Regions from separate parts of the Mus musculus genome. Here region 1 is linked to region 2. The links are chromatin contacts, called in public capture Hi-C maps. All regions are on one chromosome and are shown on one strand. The core of a region is the stretch at or near the end of the contact, and the rest is flanking DNA. Distances in the headings are between cores, read along the strand shown.

The links. Capture Hi-C pulls out chosen DNA fragments and counts their contacts.
Region 1: a contact with region 2 is called in a capture Hi-C map of embryonic stem cells, with 9 times the contacts expected there. The contact joins two enhancer-like sites. A contact is called at or near these places in 13 of 484 Hi-C or Micro-C datasets (adipose-derived mesenchymal stem cells, cerebral cortex, cochlea and 7 more), 1 of 115 datasets of contacts at active chromatin or transcription factors (embryonic stem cells) and 1 of 9 other capture datasets (embryonic stem cells).

What each region holds. Positions count from the first base shown.
Region 1 is chr1:12,834,107-12,837,809 of GRCm38.p6, forward strand. Sulf1 (sulfatase 1) reads left to right here. Exons shown (of 22, transcript NM_001198565.1): 13 at 2,007-2,223. Among named protein-coding and RNA genes, the nearest start is that of Sulf1, 140 kb to the left of the region's middle. Within about 2 kb of position 2,080, at least 78 of the 459 cell types and tissues checked have an H3K27ac peak or open chromatin away from gene starts, as enhancers often do. A contact at or near this core is called in embryonic stem cells, where this site is marked.
Region 2 is chr1:11,563,349-11,567,354 of GRCm38.p6, forward strand. All of the region lies in intron 5 of A830018L16Rik (RIKEN cDNA A830018L16 gene), which reads left to right. Among named protein-coding and RNA genes, the nearest start is that of A830018L16Rik, 150 kb to the left of the region's middle. Within about 2 kb of position 1,688, at least 5 of the 459 cell types and tissues checked have an H3K27ac peak or open chromatin away from gene starts, as enhancers often do. A contact at or near this core is called in embryonic stem cells, where this site is marked.

The DNA of each region.
Region 1 (3,703 bases), core at 830-3,329, 1.3 Mb after region 2:
GTTTGAGATAGAGTCTTACAGTCCAAGCTGCCTCCAGACTTGTCTCAGCTTCTTGAGTGCTGAGAATACAGGCATCAGCTACCAGATTTATTGGTTTATCTGAGTGTTAGATTCCCTGAGACTGGAGGTCCTGGTGGATGTGAGCTGCCTGGTCCAGATGGATGCTGGGAACTGACCCTGGATGTGCTAGAAGAGCAGAAAGTGCTTAGTCACTGAGCCTCCTCGCTAGCCTCTACTTAATCTTCTGCAGCTTGGTCCTCACATTGCTGTGGTCTGTGTTGCCTTTTCCTGACGTGGCTTGGTAGTTAGCTGCCTTTTCTTCAGCAACCTGCTCTTCTGTGTGAAGACCTTGAAGGTTCAAGGCACTTCAGGCCAAGCCTGAAAAGAGACGAATGTAACATGGCTTGAAATAATCATTTGGAAACAGCAGAGGTGTGGAGGCTCAGGTGGGACCATAGCGTGAGTTCTAGATGCTCAGGGCGTGGGGTCGAAAGCCCCAATGCTGCTCTGATAATTATACATATAGCACAGGCATGCGGCTCTCTTGATGAAAATGGATGTTAACCGCAGAGCCCTTGCTCACGGCGAAGGCTTGCCCATGATTTACTATGCATTTGATTTATCTGCTGACAGAACCATCACATTGCTTGGCCAAGCTTTTTTACATCAGAGACGCCTCCTGGTGGTATTGGCTTACCAGTGGGAGATATGAGCTACTCATAGACACTACTAGAGTGGGTATCCTATTCACACATGACTTCTTTAGGTTTTTGAGACAGGTTTTCTCTGTGTAGGCCTGGCTGTTCTGAAACTTACTCTGTAGACTGGTCTGGCCTTGAACTCAGAGATCCGCCTACCTCTACTTCCCAAGTGCTAGGATTAAAGTCCTTACCACCAAGACAGGACTTATCTGAAATTATGTGTGGCTCAGCCCGCATGGATATTTAGAGCATACGTATATTGTGCTGGTGTCAGCTTAGAAACCTATGCATTGAAATACACACAATAATAGCACACAGGCGACACTTGTATATGGGAGGGAGAAAAGGATACATTTAACAGTGCTAGTCCTTATCCAGGCTCACTCTGTTGTCTTGCTAACATAGCTTCAAATGAAGGCCAGGATTCTTCCTACTGACCAGTGAGTCCTTTAGGGCTTGTAAGAGAAAAACTGAAATGTAAAGAAGTTATTGGGCCTTTCGAATGGAGAGGGGCTTCTGAGAGGCCTCCCGGGGTGAAAAGACATTGTTGGAACCAGAACTGTGAACTTGCTGCATTCCCACAGCTGTGGACAAAACAGGAACTAGGAACCCCAATGCGACCCCCACTACCACCCCCGCAGAGCGCATTTTCTGGGAAGGTCGAATCAGTCTCCCTGGGACCCACCACATGCTGCGGGCGTGAAGAGTTTGTAGGAGAAGAAGGAAAATCAAAAGAAAACACGATGAGTTTGCCAATGTCTGGGATACCCAGAGTTGGCTTTGCCGGTAATGGCCTCAAATTAAATTCCTCTCCGTCTTGCTCCTCTGCCACTCTGCCCAGGCTCACTTTAGAAACCAAGAGGCAGAGAACAAAGCAGGCAAGTTTGTTTTTCCAGAACAAATGGGGCAGTTTGGGGTCCTGGTGGAAGCAGCGCTGACAGCTGGCTCCGTGTTGGGACACTAAGGGTTTTAACACGGTTCATTCAAGACTGTTTAGTCTGGGGGCGGAGGATTCATTTATCAGCGCCAGTGTCATCGAGGCAGTTCTGATTCCCAATGATTTGTCATCTGTATGTGCCTGCCACAAACGAAATAGAACTGAGCAGTTACTGCAGGGTCACTTAAAAGCCAGTCCCCTTTCATTTATGCTCCTTAATGGAATTAGCAGTGAGGGACGGGGCAGGGGTGGGGGAGGGGGGAGGTGATGATGGGGGACCGGACTGACGGACACCTAGCTACTGCTAGGGTGCTTTGTAAATAACAACTGGCTCAGCATCGCCAACTGCTTCCCGCTGGCTCTTGCAGAACTGGCAGTGCATCGAGGACACATCCGGCAAGCTCCGAATCCACAAGTGTAAGGGACCCAGCGACCTGCTCACGGTCCGTCAGAATGCACGCAACCTCTACTCTCGCGGATTGCATGACAAAGACAAAGAGTGCCATTGTAGGGACTCTGGCTATCGCTCGAGCAGAAGCCAGAGAAAGAATCAAAGGCAGTTCCTGAGGAACAAGGGAACACCAAGTAAGCTCAACCTTGTGACCCCCCCCAGCCCCCCCCCACACCCCACACACATACAGCGGCAGGAGGATCCCTTTTCAAGACAACCTCCCCCGTGATTCACACACAAATGAGATGTTCTCGGTGCCTAGATTTCAGGATAAAAGCAAAAATCATTGCTCAGTTTAAAGTAAGATAGCAAAGATCAGCTAGAAATTTTACTTTGCGAGCATTTTCACTTAGTATAGAATAAAAATCCACTTAGTAACTTCCTAGGGACCAGGGCATCCACACACGCAGCGGGTGTCCCTCGGGACCAGTGGGGGAGGGTTAGAGCCATCTGACTTTACCTTCATGGTAATGCTCTAATATGCCTGCCTTAACTTGATTTAAAAGTTAAATTTTAGGTATCAATCAGTTCATGTGTGTTTAACCTTAGAGGAAAGACATGAGCAGTTTTTAAACGCATATTTTTCATGTTTTAGACTGTATCTTTAAATGTTGTCAGACGCTTGTATCTTGTTGAGTGGCAGTATCAAATTAGTTGAACTCAGTACAGCATATCCTTACTGCCTACAGGTTTTTTGTTTCTTTTTTTTTTTTTTAGTAAAAACTCTCAGGTAACTGATTGATACAGACTACAGAAAACAGGAGGAACATCTACTGAAGAATGATAGTCTACTGCCACCTCGTGGCATATTAGAGAAGTGGCTCAAATCTGTGCACATTCTATGTCTGGAAACAAATAAGTTCTGTTTAATTGGACACAAAACACTTAAGAGACTCAGAGTTCCTTAAAGCGACATTTTTGTGCTGAACAGAATAGACTAGAGGGCCATGAATTCCTTATCTAGGTGGACTGGTCTTCACTGGTTCTTAAAGTGGTTTATAGCCAGTACACAGAGTTACGGGATTGTCTTTCCTCCTGGAAGGAAATTTCACACTTAAACCTCATAAGAAAAATCACAGCTAGAATTAATAAGGTTACAAGGCCCCCTGATACAAGCATCCCACTTAGCAGCAGGAACACTGTCCCCTGCCAGAAAGTTTTCAAACTGCATCCTACAACAGGAGCAGGTTTCCTCTTTTCCTGAGGTGATAGTGGTGCAAGTCGTCGTCTGTCATGGCAGCCACTACTGCACCTGGAAAGTAAGGGGTCCTATAGGGACCAAGCTCCCCTGTAGGAAGGCTGACAGTTGCGATTCCCTCGTCTCTGTGACTCTTCTTCGTGACTTAGGAAGCTGAAGACAAGATTCCAGAGAAGTGTGCTTGGCAAAGCCCAAGCATGAAAGCCGAGGTCAGAGCTTGTACAATAACACCCTTAGCCAGGACCCAGCGGACATCAGGCAGCATCCCATAGTAGTGCACTGCAGGTGCGCAGCGGCCTTACTCTTAATATCAAGTGTTCAAAATGTTACATGGCTGATGCAAACATTCACAAATTTAGTCGTTTTAGAGCGCTGCCCTGTACTTGTGTAAATGTGCGGTGTTGAGAGGGGTCGTC
Region 2 (4,006 bases), core at 438-2,937:
GGGAGTAGTGTGAACAGAGATATGTAGATTAGATATATATCCCCAATGGGAGCAGTGTGAACAGCGATACATAGATTGGATATATATCCTCGCAGTAACACCTGTAGCACTCACCGCTCTTGGGGGCTCTGCAGTCACAGAAGTCAGGCAGTGACTCCTGAGTTGTGAAATTTGGCTTCTACTCAAACTGCAGTGACCAGGAAACAGTTGGGAACAGTTGGGCTGTTATGAAGAGTTCTCTTTGTGTGAATTCATTTTGAACTGTCTATTAAACATGTTTGTACAGTTGGTGCTCACAGAGCAGATCTGTTTCAAACAACATGCTTGTGAGTCATCTGGATCTAAGTTTTCAATGTCTTTTAGTCGAAGGACCCTTATAGCTCATCAGTATTGCAGAGGTCACTAAAGACGTTGACTTCATGCACATTCCATCTGGCAATATTTGCCATGTGAGAAATTCAAACAGATAAAATTTTATGTGTTTGTTATTTTTAAATGGTATTAAGTAAAGTTGTTGCATTTTCAAAACAACATATCAATGAAAAATACCTTATTTTCCAAAACAAAATATTACCGAAGAAGAGGTCTTTGCATCCTATAAACCTCTTTTATACTGAGAACAGTTGAAAGCTGCTGAATTCTCCTATCCTTGTCTTCATTTAATATACTACAATTTTCACCTATGGATGGAAGAAATCTGGCATTAGAAATGTAGTTAGAAGTGGATGACAGGGAGAGAGCCATCATTGATAAAAGGCTGCACAGATTGAGACGATATACATCACTACATGTAAAAATAGCAAAGAACAGTACAAAAGTACAAATGGTATTGTTCATACCAAATAGTAATACAACTTTGATATTTTTAAAATGTATGTCTGAGTCGCTTAAAAAAAAAAAGCCCAAAAGTCTGGATATACTCTTTGACAAGGTTTCTGTCAGTAACCATCATGGTGTTTTAAACCTAGTTTTAAACCTAGTTGAATAGCTATGTATGGAGAACAGCAAGTGGAGGGAGAGCCAGCTGCACTCTCCCACCTTTGTACATCATTTCTACTCTCTCTCTCTCCCTCCTTCCCTCCCTCCATCTGTCTGTCATTCTCCCTCCCTCTCTCCCTCTCTTCCTCTCTCCCTCTCCCCTTCCCTCCCTCTCCCCCTCTCTCCTTCCCTCTCCCTCTCCCAGTCCCCCTCCCCCTTTCCCCCCTCTCCCTCTCCTTCCCCCTCCCCTTCCTTCTCTCTCTCTCCCTCCCTCTCTCCTCCCTCATTCCTTGCTTTCCTAGGTCATGAAAAATGTTCACAATTTGCAAAAACTTAAATACTGTGGCCTGCTCTTGCAGATCCCTGCCTTTTTTCCCCTCTAAGCTCCCCTATACAACCTGGACACCTGACCTGTAACTAAGAACTTGTGGAGCTTTCACTGACTGTCCCACCTCCCCTCCTCCTGAGTAACGGTGAAATTGTTGTACTTTATTGATGAGCTCAAGGACTCCCCTCTCTCTTATTAATCTCTTTTAAATTAATTTATCAATTTACTTCACATATCAATATCAGCCCCCTCCTCCCAGTAGCCCTCACACAGCTCCCCTTCCCTTCTCTGAGAAGAGATAGCCTTCCCCTCTGATGTAACAAACACTCCCCTCCCCAACCCCCATCCTCTCACTGAAGCCAGGCAAGGCAGCTCAGATAGAGGACCTGGATCCACATGTGGGCAACCAACTGGTTCAGGTCCAGCCCTGCACTGGTTGTATCTTCACTGAAATGGATTTGGATATCACGAGAGTGACTTAGGTCTGCCTTGACACGTGCTCAGATGCCTTCCACCTCCAATGTACATCCCTTCCCACACGCTTTCTTCTCAGTACTGGGCGAGGAGGCAGGGAACGGTAGTCCAATCCACAAATCTACACAACAGTGCTCATTTTAGTCACTTAATCTAATACTTGTTTCTGAAAACTTCATGAAAATTTACAATGTTTATTTCAATTGAGGGAAACAGTAATTTTTCTTTTTGAAAAGATATTTAAAAAGATTTTTTGTCAGTGAACAAAATCTTGATGACTTTCATCTTGATGCCGTTCATATTTGATGTTCAAGGAGAGGGTAGAGGATCCCAGGCTTTCAAGAAGACCCAGACCCTCTGCCAGTCGCGCGGAAGCATCACTGTCCCGCAGCACCCCCGTGTGGCCATAAAACTCACAGTTTTGAATTTTCTTGACCTAAAAAAGATCCAAGTTCAGACACCTGTAAATACAAGACTTTTTATTTTTATTTTATTATTTTTTAAAATTTTATAGTAGTTCTTTTTTAGGGGAAAGAATTTCTAATATAATCATAATGTTTCTACCTTTCCTTTGCTTCCTTGAATTCCTCCCATATAATCTTCTCCACTCTCCTTCAAATCCATGCCTTCTTTTCCACCCATAAGTACATTCACACACATAGTATGTGTACATATATTAGAAATCCTTTCCCGTAAAAAAGAAATACTACAAAACTTTGAGAAACCAGTCCTGTTCAGGTATGCCTTCTGGAATCTAAATACATATCTCACTGTCTGTCTGTCTGTGTGTCTGTCTGTCTGTACTGATACTAGGTTCACATAGGCCAGGATAGCTTTGAACTCACTCTATTAAGCTGTGTAAAACCTTGGCTTTCTGATCCACTCACATCCACAGTCCTAGCCCTAGAAATGCAGATATGCATTACTAAAGCTGGTTTGTGTGTGCTAGGATCCTGGCATTCAAGCCCTCTAGCAACTAAGCTGTGGCCCTTCTAGCTTCTCTTACTTTTCTTGCCTCCCTCACATTTTATACTTTTCACTTGGAAAAAGCACCCAGATCAACTGCTTTCTCAGTCTCTGATGCTAGGATGTTTTACTTAAGATGAGTCAGCAGAGGAAACGGGCAGAATCTGCCTGGAAGTTTTTCCTAGAACTTCTGCGGCCTGCCAAACTACGTACCTATGCCCAAGGCTAGAATTCATTCTCGGTCTTATGCCTCACATCTGTACTTCATGCTTAATTTTCCGCTTTGCTGTTCAGATGCTACACTGTACTCACCAAAGTCTAGAGGAGTAAGTGGGGTCAAAAAGACAATGCCTCTAGGTGGTAAAGTCTGTTTATTTTCATGTTCCTGGCCGACCGTCTAGCCTTCCTAAGTCATTCTTGAATATGCCTAAGAGCACACAGTGACTTCATGGAAATGTGCCTTCTGATCAGACACTATGTGTATCTGTATTTTTTCATCAGAAAAGAAGAAACCACCCATATCAATCAGCATGGGACTGACTCTTGAGTCTTTCATTTCAGAAATATGTACCATGTCCTGCTCCTGCAAGGAATTGTTTACAAATGCTGGTTCATTGTCCCTCATTTAGATGGCAACTATTTTAAAAATGACATGAATTTCCCCTTGAAAACAAATTTATAAGCACAGCTAAATATTGAAAGTATGAAATATTAAAAATATGTATGAAAAAAACTTTCAAAGGGAATAGAACATGAGGAAAGCACGGACCTCCCACACAGTGTGGCACCAAATGATAGACCTCCCACAGTGTGGCACCGAGTTTCTGTGCTTTTCCTCCACACAAGGAAACTGTGTGTCTCACTGTCACCACCACCCACAAGATGAAAGCAAAGCATCAGTTTGGGGACCCATCATGCCTCCTGCCCAGACTTAAGAGGATCATCTCTCATTTACCCTTTGCTGTATCATGCATTCAATAGTGTTCTCAAAAACAGCCTTAAACACTGTATAACAAGGAATGTAGTTATGGGGTGAGGGGGCTGTTTATGGGGATGGAGAAAACTTAAAAAAAATCACACCCTGATCAATGGTGTCCTCCAATATATGTAAAGAGTCCCTAAGTCTAATAACACAAAGCAGTCAACTAGGTTAAAATCAGGCAAGTGATGTGAATAGATGCAGAATGTCACTGTCCATTAGAAGAACTCAAAGCAAAGCTGCCATGTGCCACCATCATCCAAAGCACCAGCATAGTTACT